Regions from separate parts of the Sus scrofa genome. Here region 1 is linked to region 2. A link is a contact called in public Hi-C data. All regions are on one chromosome and are shown on one strand. Each heading gives the region's core, a stretch centred on a gene start, on an enhancer-like site or on the middle of the called end of the contact. The rest is flanking DNA. Distances are from core to core; before and after follow the strand shown. Region 1 overlaps ALDH7A1 (alpha-aminoadipic semialdehyde dehydrogenase). Region 2 has its middle 29 kb from the start of GRAMD2B.

Region 1 (4,486 bases), core at 1,553-4,052, 180 kb before region 2:
ACTGTTTCCTCTGCTGTTGTCCTAGAGAAGTCCCTTTTCCATATTTGGCGTCCAGTAATTGGGTAATTTTAAATGGACTAGATTTCTGTACTAATGAGGCATTAACTTGATCAATGAACATTCTCCAGCTGAAGTTGCTTGAATTTATAATTTTTTTTTTTTTTTTTTGTCTTTTTGCTATTTCTTGGGCCGCTCCTGCGGCATATGGAGATTCCCAGGCTAGGGGTCGAATTGGAGCTGTAGCCGCTGGCCTACTCCAGAGCCACAGCAACGCGGGATCCGAGCCCCGTCTGCAACCCACACCACAGCTCATGGCAACGCCGGATCGCCAACCCACTGAGCAGGGGCAGGGATCGAACCCGCAACCCCATGGTTCCCAGTTGGATTCGTTAACCACTGCGCCACGAGGGGAACTCCTGAATTTATAATGGAGCAAAGAGAATGGAATATCTGTGCTAAAAATACCCATTTGCCCCTTTTCCTCCCTCCCTCCCTCCCCCTGCCAACATCATCATAGGGGATGGTGGTGTTGTGGAAACCGCAAAAACCGTGGCAGTGGAAGGAGACAAACAGCACTGGGAGATATGGAAATGCAAGGTTTATTCAGCACTGGTGCGGGCTCAGAGGAGTCACCTCCAGAGTCTGAGCACCAGGTCTTTGTTCTCAGTAACTTTTATACACTACAAGGTCTTGATTTTCCCATGTAAGCATCCCGGACCTCCCCCATCTCCAAGCAGACAGTGTTCCTCCCTAAGAAACTGAGCAAGCAAGGTTACAGAAGCAGAACTGATAAGCAATGCTGGGTACCTGATTAGCAGGGCTGCTGGCTTGGACAGAGAGCACACAGTTGTTACATTATTACAAGAAGGGTGGCATAGTGATAAGCACAGCTGGAAAGGCTAGCAGTTGCCTACTTAGCCAAGGGGGGTTGTTCTTTAGTTAAAACTCCATTTCAGTGGTATCTTAGCAGGTATCTTGACATTCCTGGCTCAAAGGGCAGCAGTGGCCTGGCTGCAGCAGGTCCCACAGGGCAAGGCTCCAGCTCCTCAATAGTCTGATGAAGCTTTGAAACAGGTAGTTCTCTGAGCAAGTGGAGGAATTGTGGATTGAGCCTGGCTGGACCACACCGAGCTGTCACTACATAAGGGCCAGGCTCTGGCGGAGGGCAGAGTAAAAAACTGGCTTAGTCTGGGTGTCCCAGCACCCCCCACCCACCCACTTCCCCCATCCCCTGAATATCCCTTTTGGTCTGTGAGGTCCTCAAGCTGTAGGAATATCTCATGTGGTTACCCCAGCTCTACCCCTGGGTAAATTACTTCCCCTTCCTGTGCTTTGTCTTGCAAAAGGGGGCGATCAGGTGTGATAACTCTAGGGTTATTGTGAGGGTTAAAGGAGTTAATCATTTAAAGTGCTTACAGGCCGGGCAAACCTGAGTGCCTGTGAGTTTGATTTATAAAACCAAGTGCTGCTGGGTTTAGGGAGTGCGGAGCCAGTGGTTGCCCCCCCCATCAATGATTGCGATGGGGGTGTGTGGAGGGGCAGACTCTCCAGGAGTGCCCAGGGCTGGGTTGCAAGGTTGTTTTCAGCCAAGAGACTGCCTCTGCAAAGCAGAAAGAACCTTTTTTTCTTTAATTCTGGCTCTAAGTTAGGCTCAGGGCTCCAGCATACACAATCAAAAATATCCTTGAACAAAGGAAATACCACTTCAGAGGTAAATGGTATGCTAAGTCAAGTTCACCTTGGTAAAATAGAGAATAGTGGCCAAAGCAGTGTCATTTTATTTTATATTGGCCAGTTCCACATGTGCAGATAAGGAGTGCGGACTATCCTACTAAGCCATTCTTATAAAGGACTTGAGCTTCCACAGACTTTGGAATCTGTGGGTGTCTTGGAACCAGTCCCCCTTGGATACTGAGGGACAACTGAGTGCTTTTTTTTTTTTTTTTTTTAAATGAATTGAGTTTATATTTTAGAGCAGTTTTAGGGTTAAACTGTAGGGAAGGAATTTTTTTTTTTTTTTTTGCTTTTTAGGGCTGCACCTGCAGCATATGGAAGTTCCCAGGCTAGGGGTTAAATTGGATTCGTAGCGACAGCAACGCCAGAACCGAGCTACACCTGCAACTTATACCGCAGCTCACAGCAACGCAGGATTCTTAACCCATTGAATGAGGCTAGGGATTGAGCTCTCATCCTTATTGATACTGGTTGACTTCATTACTGCAAAGCCATAATGGGATCTCTGGGAGGAAAATTTTTTTATTCTTAGGGGTTTTATGGCTTGTCTTGTCATTAAATTGACATACAACCAATTAATAGAAAAATTATCTTTCAGTTGCTTAAATTTATTTATTTTTTGACCTTGCTTGAGGCATGTGGAAGTTCCCAGGGACTGAACCCATGCTACAGCAGTGAACCGAGCTATTGCAGTGACAGTGGAGGTCCTTAACCCACTGAACCACTTGGGAACTCCTGTCACGTCTTTCTTTAGTATTCTGCTGTACTTTGTTGTTGTTGCTATTTTCAAATTCAAGTTACTTGACATCTGCTTTTACTTATCGATGCCAGCCTCTGCACCTAACATTCTTTCCTCCTTCTCCTCTTACTTTTTAGTCCTCCGAGTAGAGTGGGGGTGCCAAGTGGGAGCAGGTAGCTCTCCTGGGCAATGGTGGAGTCAGTTGGCCATCCCACTTGTTAGAACTGGAGTTAAGCAATTGAGTCCAAAGTTTGGGAAGAAGCAGAGCCTTTCCTAACCGTGCCCCCGGGGTCTCTGCCAATGGGGCTGCTGGTCCTCAAACAAAAACAGACCAAGGCTTGATCCCTTGTACACACTTTTCCTCTTGGAGTCTCACTCCTGTGGGGCTGCTTCTGCTTGGCCCTGATCCTTCTGGCTGGCCTTGCCTGTTGAGTGAGGACAAACTATTGTTTTGTTTAGTTCATTTGCATTAAGCCTTTTCTCTCTTTTTTTCTCTCTTTTTTTTTCTCTTTTTCTTTTCTCTCTTTTTTTTGTGTGTGTGTGTGTGTGTCTTTTTTGCCTTTTCCAGGGCCGCTCCCACGGCATATGGAGGTTCCCAGGCTAGGGGTCCAATCAGAGCTGTAGCCACTGGCCTACGTCAGAGCCACAACAACTCGGGATCCTTAACCCACTGAGCAAGGCCAGGGATCAAACCCGCAACCTCATGGTTCTTAGTTGGATTCGTTAATCACTGTGCCACGACTGGAACTCCAAGCCTGGAGTTTTTGAAAGGGAACTTTTTTCTTTCTTTTTTTTTTTTAAGGAAAAAAGTATGAAAATGTAATTTTTATTTATTTACTTTTTAGGGCCGCACCTGCAGCATATGGAAGTTTCCAGGCTAGGGGCTGAATGGGAGCTGCAGCCGCCAGCTTATGCCACAGTCAGAGCAACTTGGGATCTGAGCCATGTCTGTGACCTACACTACAGCTTATGTCATTGCTGGATCCTTAACCCACTGAGCAGAGCCAGAGATAGAACCTGCATCCTCACGGATGCTAGTCAGGTTCAGCCTGCTGAGCCATAATGGGAACTCCGTGAAAAGATAGTTTTTATTTTTATTTTATTTTTTTTCTTTTTAAGGCTGCACCCGTGCATATGGAGGTTCCCAGTCTAGGGGTCAAATCAGAGCTGTAGCTGTTGGCCTACACCACAGCCACAGCAATGCCAGGTCCTTAACCCACTGATCAAGGCTAGGAATCGAACCTGAGTCCTCATGCTAGTCAGATTCACCTTGGCTGAGCCACAACGGGAACTCCAAAAGATAGTTTTTAAAGACTGATTTTGTCCCGTTAAATAAAACTAACTACAGAGAACCTAGTTGGGAATACTGGTTCTGCTGCTTTCTTTTGTGAACTTGTTTCAATCCAGATGCCACGTGTTCCTGTCTCTCTTTATCCCGTTTGTGTCATTTTCCTTTCTATTCCTGGTGAGGAAGAGCCAGACTCTGTTCTCTCTTGATGACAGGGGACTGTTAATGGGGCTTCTGTAGCTGAATATAGGGACCACAGACACTTGGTAGTGCTTTGCCATGGCTCTCTTAGTAGTATGTCCCCAAGGTCTCGGCTGATCGTTCCCACCTCATGGCTGTGTTTGTTGCTTGTTCTAAACCTCCCTTCAGAGTGAATCGTGCAGGGATGAGGGCAAGCCCATCTCAGGGGGGCCTGAGGTTACTGATGCCCTGTCAGGCTGGGACTGTTCAAGCACACACAGGAATGTGGCTGTCTTCCTGCTTTCCTGTTCTCCCCTCGTAGTAGCCCTCACCTCATTCCTAATCCTGGCTTTCTTCTCTTCTCTTGCTGTTCCTATTAATCATCCTGGAAGCTGGAGGGAAAAAGAAAAAGAAAAAAACCAGGTTTCTGTGGTCTGGCTTGGAACGTAGTTTAAACTTTGGGTGGTGATTCTAATGAATACACAGCCAGGGTTGAGAGTCAGTCAGATACCACGTCCTAAACAGTTTGAATTATATTTATCTCT
Region 2 (4,709 bases), core at 294-2,793:
AAAAACCACAAATGCAAGTCTGAGTAACTCCAAGACTACAGCCCTTTCATCGGATATCACCTTTCAGAGTAGAAATAAGTGCTAGTGTTGCTGCTGTCATGACTACCATGCTGGCCAGCCTCCAACATGGCCCCATGTGACTCCCCCCTTGGTTTTCTCCTCCTTGGACGGTCCCCGTCCACACGGAACACCCAGGACTGACTTGGGTAACCAACAGGATATTGCAAAAATGCGAAACATTTGTTAAGTATTGCTTGAGGGAAATGCTATTCCAGGCAGAGAGAAAACAGGCACAAAGGCACGAAGATAGGAAAACGTGTGGCATGTGTGAGGGATTATTTACTAAACTAAAACCCAATATTTTATTACATCATTTCTTTTATGTCTAATTTAACTCAATTTTATAGCAATTAGGTGTATTTTTCAACTTAAATTAATTCAGGGTAGTATTAAGTTAAAAGTAAGCTTGTATTTACATTTACGGAAAAAGGAATTTCAGCTTCTATTGTTCCTTGCAGCCTAATTTCTCCCTCTCTTTTCCCAGTTGGCAAGGGTATGACACTTGGGACCCCAGTGAGGCAAATACCAGTTGAGATCTAAGAATGAATCATCGTGGAAGGGTGAAAAGCTCCTGGACTCGGACCTGAGAGGGTCTGAGAGCTCGTGTGGCTTTGCTGTTAGCTGTCCTCCGTGCATCAAGCTCGTTGTTACTGATTTGCAAGCCCAGGGGGTGCTGCTGACCCTCAGCCTTCCTGGGATGAGGGCAGCAGCACCTCAGCAAGGGTCAGCCTCACTTGTCAACTTAGGGGAGCTCTTTATTTATCCATCACCCGCCATCATTTATTCATCTGCCCAACACATCGTTGTACACTTATCGTTGTCTACTTTGTGCTGAGTGATTGGTTGGAATAAAAGGCAGCAGAGTGAGGGAGAAAGACAAACACAACAATAAGCGACACTGAGTGTGTGATGGAGGCTGCAATGGAAATCCAAGAGGTACAGTGTCGGCACAGAGAAAGGGAGACAGGGTGGGGCCAGACTGTCCCAAGGCAGGGATACCTGCTCGGGCTTTGAAGGATAGCTCAGAATTCACTCTGCCCAAGTGTCCTAGGCAGAGAAGGTTCAAAGGCCCAGACTAGCACACATGGCTGGACTGTGATCTTCTCCGGGCATGGAGAGGGCAAGAGATGTGACGGGAAAGCCAACCAGGTCACTGAATGTCCTCCTCACAGTCCAAAGGACAAAGCTCGGAGATAAATGAACGCACTTGTATGACCCGATCGTTCCTGCCTCCAGGGTTCTTTCCCCTTTTGCAGGAGAACGTTCTGCCCCTGGGTTTACTGGAAGGAATAAAACAGAAGTTTATTTTTCTCCAGGATCATCTGGCTGCTGTGAGTCTTTCACATAAGCAAAGTTTATTTTGTTCCACTGAGTGTTTGAAATACGCAATTTATCTCTAGATCTAAGTATTGCAACATGGGGATTAACAGGAAACATGTGGGAAATTATAGTTTGGAGAGTTAGGCTAATAATTTAATTTTCAAGGTGCATGCGCATTGCCTACCCTCTAGGGTTGCCAGAGTGTGTATCTGTCGCCAACAGAGACTGGAGCCCCTGGAAGCAGGATCTGGGTCTTCAGCCATTTCTTTACTCTGCAAGAGTCTCTCCTCATCGTAGTTTCTTTTTCTTTTTTTTTTCCCATTTGTTAAAGTTTTATTGGAGCATAATTGACGTACAATGTTGGCATAATTTCTGTTATATAACAAAGTGATTCAGTTACATAAGTACACACATCCATTCTCTTTCGATAGTTTCTTCTTTGTGCTAGTTGCTGGGGATACAGAGGAAAGGACGTATTCCTAGCCTCTAAGAGCTCTAGGTGATAAGTGAATATTGGCATGACTTCTCTGTGGATCTCCCCCACTGCCCTGCAAGAACCGTAGCAACCCTTAAACACGTGCTGTGTGCCAAGCACTTTGTGTATTATCTCACCGAACCCTCTCCACACCCCCACGATTACTCGATCTTACAGTTAAGGAAACTGAGGCACAGAGGGATTGCCAGCCGAGAAAGTGATGAGACCAGATGGTTGCCAGGCAGTCCTCCCCAGACGGAGCCTCCCCCCACAGAGATGGTAGAAAGGGCTCCCAGGTTTTTTGTTCAATGAAATTATCCACCATACTTTTTCTAACCGCATGCAAGTGCCCAGAGCAAACGCCACTGTCTTTTTATGGATACATTGAACTGAAACCCACGGCATCACAGAATGACTCAATGTAGAAATCAGAATCCCAGATAGGTCTTCTTTAATCTTTCAAACAGGGAATCCTGCCTGCTTCTGAAACTAGTGTCCCCTCTGGGGCATTAAAAGTCACCCCGGGTGAGATGAAGAAACTAAATGAAATGACCCTTGAAGATGGATTTGATTTGGGGAAATAGCTCAAATCAATTGAGCCAAGCCAGGTGAAGAAATGGGCCAGTGAGGCTGGATAATGCTGCTTGGGTCATGCAACTGACTGCACAATCATGACCTGAAGTTATTTCTTTGGCTCAGTTGTGCCGTACGGAGATATCCAAAAATTCCTTTTCCTCTTCTGTTCCTTGTTTTCCTCACCCAGGCAACTTAGAGAATGACTATAATCCATCTACCACAGTAAAAAGCCACCAAGGCATATAAGGTCACGTCTGTAAAAAGTTCCTATGAGTAAGCCGCTGTGCAAATAGAGGAGACTATTATTATTATTACTATTCGGTTGTATAGAAACCCTCATTCATCACTTATGTGCTTCTTGGCAGGGGTTTCCACTTGCCCTCATGTGGCCCCACGCAGTCACACACGGAAGCAACTCCTAGAACGTCCACGTCAATAACCCTTGGCTGGTTTTGTTTGCTAAACACGAAGGTAGGGGTTGCGGGGGGAGGGAACTCCTTAAGTGAGATTTTAAAACTTCATTGAAATCTATTACAGATGAGCTCAACTCAAAGTCCCACTTCCATTAAAAGCTCAAAGACCCACTTTGATTAAATGCTTTTTCAAAAATCAGATTCATTGGAGTTCCCACCAGGGTGCAACAGGATCAGCTGCATCTCTGAAATGATAGGATGCAGGTTCAATCCCTGGCCTGGCACAGTGGGTTAAAGGATCCGGTGTTGCCACCGAAGCTGCACAAATTCAATCCCTGGCCCAGGAACTTCCACACACCATGGGTGCGGCCATAAAATTTAAAACTCAGGTTCATTTGTGTGCCTTCATAGCTCTAACTCTCGGCCCTAAAAAGACAAAAAGAAAAAAGAAAAAAAAAATCTCACTTAAAAAGTAAGTCAAAGGTAGCATATGTGAGTTCCTGTTGTGGTTCAGTTGAAATAAACCTAACTAGTATCCATGAGCTAGCTGACCAATTCTATAAATATTTTCAAATTCAGAAAATGAATGAAACACTCATAAATTGACTGACATACTATATGCTATTTTCTTTTTTTTTCTCTTTTGGTCTTTTTGGGCCCCTACCCATAGAATATAGAGGTTCCCAGGCTAGGGGTCCAATAGGATCTGAAGCCACCAGCCTACACCACAGCCACAGCAATGCCAGATCCCTATCTGCATCCTACACCACAGCTCATGGCAACCCTGGATCCTTAACCCACTGAGGGAGGCCGGGACTCAAACCTGCATCCTCATGGATACTAGTCAAATTCATTTTCCCTTAGCCATGAAGGGAATGCTGCTATTTTCTTATTTTTATTTTCTTACTTTTAACTGATAGTTGTTGATCTCTTCATATGGCGAGAGTTCTGTAATACTTCCAATGAAGAGATAATTTAGTCTCTTCTCTAGAGAAAGCTTAATTCTTATTGATAGGTCAGGCATTTTCTTTCAGATTCAAAATGATTCTTGATGATGTCATGCTAAGGTGTGAGGTACTATGTCACCTACACAGGGACAGTGGTTGCTTTCAGTACCACCTGGGGTTTGTGTGCCATAAACACAGGGATTCTGATAAAGTACGCAATAAGCATAAGCAAAGTTTGATATACTTTTATCAGCTGCACCAGCAAGTCCTAACAGGAGAGAATTTCTGCTTTGTCTTGGCTTTAAGGAGAACAGAATCCAGCAGCTATAATTTACACGTGTGATGGCGGGAAGAATTTGCTAGAGACAACCTTCTGGCTCTGTACACTTTCAACCTCATTTCTCTTCCATTACCTACATCCCTCTGATGCACTGCACTTGGAGGATATGTTGATATGATGGGACCACCTCTGACCCTGAACTTCTGTGTCTCCAAGCAGGGTGAATTTGCTTAGCAGAGTAATCCTGGAAGCCAGAGTGACTAGCAATAACTTACATGCACATAGAAGTGACGGCAAATCATACAAATATATTTCACTCATCTCAAATTAAATGTATTTCCAAACAACTTGCCTTTAGGATCATGGAGCCAAAAATGCCCTTGGCTATCCAACTGGTGGGAGGGAAAATTGGAGTGGAGAGAGGCAGCAATTAGAGGTGTAGCGAAAATGTTGTCTGAAACGTTTACAAAAATGTACGACTATGTGAACATATTGCTAGGAACATTCCAGGGTCTTGGAAGGGACCCACACAAGTGAGGATAGAAGCTTAAGTTTCTTTGGTTTTTATAATAAATACTCCCCTGATGGTGATACCTTCTGGTAAGTGGTTAATATGGGATATAGTACCAGCAATTAAG

Evidence for each region. Hi-C and Micro-C count contacts between places; a contact is called where the count stands out from the background.
Region 1: a contact with region 2 is called in a Hi-C map of liver, with 10 times the contacts expected there. The contact joins two enhancer-like sites. A contact is called at or near these places in 1 of 5 promoter capture datasets (liver) and 2 of 47 Hi-C or Micro-C datasets (both in liver).

The regions. Positions count from the first base shown.
Region 1 is chr2:129,701,942-129,706,427 of Sscrofa11.1, reverse strand. All of the region lies in intron 3 of ALDH7A1 (alpha-aminoadipic semialdehyde dehydrogenase), which reads left to right. Among named protein-coding and RNA genes, the nearest start is that of ALDH7A1, 5.5 kb to the left of the region's middle. Within about 2 kb of position 2,802, at least 2 of the 83 cell types and tissues checked have an H3K27ac peak or open chromatin away from gene starts, as enhancers often do. A contact at or near this core is called in liver, where this site is marked.
Region 2 is chr2:129,518,340-129,523,048 of Sscrofa11.1, reverse strand. It overlaps a transcript of GRAMD2B not described here. Among named protein-coding and RNA genes, the nearest start is that of GRAMD2B, 29 kb to the left of the region's middle. Within about 2 kb of position 1,543, at least 16 of the 83 cell types and tissues checked have an H3K27ac peak or open chromatin away from gene starts, as enhancers often do. A contact at or near this core is called in liver, where this site is marked.